2 separate regions of the Xenopus laevis genome follow, and region 2 is linked to region 1. The links are chromatin contacts, called in public Hi-C maps. All regions are on one chromosome and are shown on one strand. Each heading gives the region's core, a stretch centred on a gene start, on an enhancer-like site or on the middle of the called end of the contact. The rest is flanking DNA. Distances are from core to core; before and after follow the strand shown. Region 1 has its middle 20 kb from the start of grpel2.S. Region 2 has its middle 61 kb from the start of LOC108713254.

Region 1 (2,624 bases), core at 89-2,588:
GTGACAGCAGAACAGAGCATGTGTGGGCTGTGGTTGCCTTGGGCTGGTAGAGAAGCACAAAATATAATGTACAACATTTCTAGCCTACTTCTTTAGTTAAGCTTTAGATCTCCTTTATACAACGAAAGGAAGGCACATACTTTCAAAAATACTTTTTATTTGGATTCATCACCATTTCAGGAACGGTGAAAACACAGTTACCTAATAAGATGCAATTACAGGTACAATACTATAAGTACTACAAGGTAATCTCCCTGCTGCAGAAATCCATATTTTTAAAAAGTATATGCATACAATATAAATTAATGAAATCAAACATATATACATAAATACATTTAAGAAGACAATGGAAGACGTGAGATACCTAAAAAATATCTGCTAAATCTGTGCTGCAAAACATTTCTGTACAGTTGTCCGTCACACACAATGATATAGGAGCGTCCGTTAAAATATTGGTATAAAATGTACAACAGAATAAAATGTACAACAGAATAACAGTGCAGTGGCGCATCTTGGTTGTAAGAGGCAGAGAGCTAGTGTAAACATGCAGATAAGATTATTGTCTCTGCAATTATTTGCTCTGAAAACAAGTAAACTTTGCAGCACTTAACACTTTCTGGTGATTAAGCCATACTATTCAGCACAGTAACTCACTTTGTTGTACTTGTTCTTTCAGCACAGAACTATAAACAGATAAACAAAATTAAATTATATCCCATTGTCTCCTTCTCCCAAATGTGCACACATAACTTTTATTTGATGTTCCCCCTACTGTCTACTGAACTAAATAAGTTCCAAAAGTTTTATAGGAATGACAATATAATGTACTGTTGCCCTGCACTAGTACAACTGGTGTTTGCTTCTGAAACACAACTATAGTTTATATAAACAAGCTACTGTGTAGCCATGGGGGCAGCCATTCAAGCATAGGATACACAGTAGATAACAGATCATAATCACTGCAGAATCCCATTGTAAACAGAGCTTATCTGCTGTGTTTCCTGTACTTTTTCTCCTTTTTAGGGTCAGGGCACACAGGCAGATTGAGGGAGATTAATCGCCCGGCAACTCTTCTTCTGGGCAACTAATCACCCCGAACTGCCTCCACGCCAGTGGCAGAACTACCAGGGGTGGAAATGGTGCAGCTGCACCAGGGTCCATGCCCCTGCACCCCCTGATGGGGCCCACAGCCCAGGAGAGGAGTCTGTCAAACACTCTGTCCCAGTACTGGATGATGAATGACTGCTGTCTCCAACTTCCTTGGTCACCCAACACAACCTAGCAACGACAAGCTCACTTCCTTAGTAACGCGAACATCAACAAAGTTTCTTCTTCCTTAGCAAACGCTGCTTTCCGAACGGCTGCGATTCAACCGAGCAAACTTTACGTTCTGGCACGAACTCCCACTAACAAAATCACACTGGCTGTTGTATTATAGAGCAGGGGACACTCGGCGCGATTAGTTCTCCAAAGTCGCACAGTTTCCTCGTGAGGCAACTTTGGCCTACTTTGGAAAACGAATTGCACAGAGTGCCATCCCGCCAGTGATTTACATTTTAGCCGGCGGGAAGGCAGTGGAGACAGATCGGGGAGATTGGTCACCCGAAGAAGAGGAGATTTGTCTCAGGCGACTAATCTCCCTGAATCTGCACTTTGAATGGCTGCCCCGTGGCTACACAGCAGCTTGTTTATATAAACTATAGTAGAGTTTCTGAAGCAAACATGTCAGTTTTACCAGTGCAGCAAAACAGTACAATATGGTTTCATTATTTAAAAAATTCTAATTTTTGGTGTTGCTGTCTATCTAGTCCAGTACCCTATCTAGTACAGCAGGTTTTCCATTGGCTGTTGCCATGCTGGGTGGCTTTTAAACAATGGATAAATGCCAAAAAGGAGAAGCTGGAAAGGCCTCCCTAAACAAGCAGCGACCATAAAAAGCCTCATAATCATTAGCTACTCAGAGATCCGTGAAACATAAGGGGCCTTCCAAATCTGCCCAATGTGATACAAACTTTATGAAGCAGTTAATTTTTGTGCTAGAACATAGACGGAATGGATATGTACAAAATATCCCTATATCATACTATAAAATACAGTACCTTACATTTACAAAAATGGTGGGGGAACACCTCTTTATAGACTACCGTATATACCCAAGTATAAGCCGAGTTTTTCAGCATCCAAAATGTGCTGAAAAAGTCTACCTCGGCTTGCTGACCCGAGTAGCTGAGATTGCAGTCTCTTTTAATCATTCCTATACCAACAGTACACTTGGGGAGAGACTGCAATATCCCACAATGCCCTCTGTTGGTTATATGAAAGAATAACAGTGCGCCCTCTGTTGGTTATATTAAAGAATAACAGTGACTGCAATATCACACAGCGCCCTCTGTTGGTTATATGAAAGAATAACAGTGACTGCAATATCACACAGCGCCATCTGTTGGTTGTATGAAAGAATAACAGTGCGCCCTCTGTTGGTTATATGAAAGATTAACAGTGACTGCAATATCACACAGCGCCATCTGTTGGTTGTATGAAAGAATAACAGTGCACCCTCTGTTGGTTATATTAAAGAATAACAGTGACTGCAATATCACACAGCACCCTCTGTTGGTTATATG
Region 2 (2,624 bases), core at 45-2,544, 87 kb before region 1:
AGGGCCTAGGGGCGGCCCCTATGTAAATCCGGCCCTGCTAGGGGGTCTGGAAATAGCCGTCAGTTGTGGGCTGCTACTAAAACCCAATCCTCTCCTCAACCAATAGGATTTTCCACCTGCCTGATCAATATCTGACCGAGACCCAATAGCATATTGAATGGCAAGACATTAATTGGTCAGATTAATTTGTCACTGAAATTTGTGTATTATAATAAATAAAGTATCCCCAGTTGCAAAATATGAGGATATTAGAAGTTACCTTGGAGTTCCATGACCTGTATAAAAACACTCAGCCTTCGGCCTCGTGTTTTTATATGGTCATGAAACTCCTCGGTAACTTATAATATCCTTATATTTTACAAAAGGGGGTACTTTATTCACTATATAATTTATTTGACATTCAGGGCTCTTATGTATTGTATGCTTATTCCTTTATACCAGAATTGTCTCTTGTCTCCTCTTGATCTTTCCCAAGTGGAAGACAATGGTGATTATCTAGGCCTGCCAATACTTCATGCAAATGGACTAGCAATATGGAGATTTTTTTTATGTTCCCCATTGGGTGCTCTGTGAAGCAGGAGCTGACACAACATTCTGGGGCCGATTCATCAAGCTCGAGTGAAGGATTCGAAGTAAAAAAACTTCGAATTTCGAAGTGTTTTTTGGGCTACTTCGACCATCGAATGGACTACTTCGACCTTCGACTACGACTACGACTTCGAATCGAACGATTCGAACTAAAAATCGTTCGACTATTCGACCATTCGATAGTCAAAGTACTGTCTCTTTAAAAAAAACTTCGACCCCCTAGTTCGGCAGATAAAAGCTACCGAACTCAATGTTAGCCTATGGGGAAGGTCCCCATAGGCTTGCCTAAGTTTTTTTGATCGAAGGATATTCCTTCGATCGTTGGATTAAAATCCTTCGAATCGTTCGATTCGAAGGATTTAATCGTTCGATCGAAGGAATAATCCTTCGATCGTTCGATCGTAGCATTTGCGCTAAATCCTTCGACTTCGATATTTGAAGTCGAAGGATTTCAATTCCTAGTCGAATATCGAGGGTTAATTAACCCTCGATATTCGACCCTTGATGAATCGGCCCCTCTGTGTCTGTATGTTTAGGGGCCATGATGCAACCACCGAGAGACACTGAAAGCTGAGCTTTGAGCTGCTACAAGTCAAACAGTTCTAAACAAATATAATGCAGCTACTATCCCAAAAACAGACAGCAGGGGGTGCCTTTAGCAGGAGAATCCATTCTCATCTAAGAAACTTCACATTGCATTTGCCTAGTGGTGGGATTTGGGAAAGTTTTCCATTTTCCTTTTCCTACAAACAGTACAGGTTTCACTGGATAGTGCATACATGCTTTCTCTTTACTCTTGCTTGTTGACTTGGCAACCTTAAATTATAAATTCTAGAACATATAGAAGCACTATATATATATATTGTTTTTCTTCTCATATGAGACTTCTCCTCTGAGATACGCTGCCTAATTATATATTTTTGTGGGTACCCAGGCACACTGCATATACTGGTAATAATGCAGAGTGTGGTGACCCTGTAGTGTTTACACATTTCTGTTTAAGGGTTCTCACACACGGCTGTTTTTCTCGACACTCCCCTGCGTTGTGATTTCTTCCGTTCAGCCACAGGGGAGCGCAGGATTAGACGCACTCAATTATTGTCAAGGGGGCTGTACTCACACAGACGTATGTAATGCAGGTGGGACGCAACATGTTGCATTTCACCTGTGTTCGGCACATACATGTGTATGTCTGACTACAGTCCCCTTCACAATAATTGAGTGCGTCTACTCTTGTGCTCCCCTGTGGCTGAACGGAAGAAATCGCATCGCAGGGGAGCACAGAAAAAAATGTCCATGTGTGAGAGCCCTTACATAGGGTGGTCCCCCATATTGCTTTTGAAATTTATTGCCCAATTGCATGTGATTATGTCTGGTCTTGGTATTAGCTGGACTTCAAAAAAGACATTGAGGCTGCTGCTCCATTCACAGGATCATTAAGCAGATTTTTCTTTATGGCTACAAAATCCCCTTTCTTTATCAAATCTTTTATCCAATTTTAGTAGCCCTTGCCACATATAAAGAACTGATATATAAACTCTATGGCCAAATGTGTGTGGACGCCTGCCTGTCCAATCTCTTTCAAAGCCAGGGGTATTAATATGACATTGGTCCTACCTTTGCTGCTATAATAACCTTTACCTCTCTAGAAAGAATATACACCAGACTGTGGGTGCAGAACTGCTAACCTGGATCAGAACTGATGAGATTGTATCTTGGCCCACAGGCCATGCCCCTGGTTGTGCTTCCCACTTGGCTGCTGCAGAGGATTTTAGGTGAAGTTTCCATGTATTACAATGGAGCAGTAAGTAAGAATTCAAGTACAAATTATTGACAGCAGGTGGCCAGGTGAGAGGGGGCTAAATTGAGGTGACTCCTAAAATTGCATGTGTGAGTTGACATGTTTGATTGGTTGAATTTGATTTCATATATATGTGTGGATGTTGATATAGTTGTGTAGCTTGTAGTTTTCCAATTCATCCAACATATTTTAATTGTCAGGGTCAGGGTTCTGCTCAGGTTCTTCTACTCCATTC

What was found. Hi-C and Micro-C count contacts between places; a contact is called where the count stands out from the background.
Region 2: a contact with region 1 is called in a Hi-C map of the XL177 cell line, with 4 times the contacts expected there. The contact joins two enhancer-like sites. A contact is called at or near these places in 2 of 4 Hi-C or Micro-C datasets (the XL177 cell line and the XTC cell line).

Annotation. Positions count from the first base shown.
Region 1 is chr3S:106,522,240-106,524,863 of Xenopus_laevis_v10.1, reverse strand. It overlaps the pseudogene LOC121402043. Among protein-coding and RNA genes, the nearest start is that of grpel2.S, 20 kb to the right of the region's middle. Within about 2 kb of position 1,338, at least 1 of the 7 cell types and tissues checked has an H3K27ac peak or open chromatin away from gene starts, as enhancers often do.
Region 2 is chr3S:106,608,746-106,611,369 of Xenopus_laevis_v10.1, reverse strand. No RefSeq gene overlaps it. Among protein-coding and RNA genes, the nearest start is that of LOC108713254, 61 kb to the right of the region's middle. Within about 2 kb of position 1,294, at least 1 of the 7 cell types and tissues checked has an H3K27ac peak or open chromatin away from gene starts, as enhancers often do.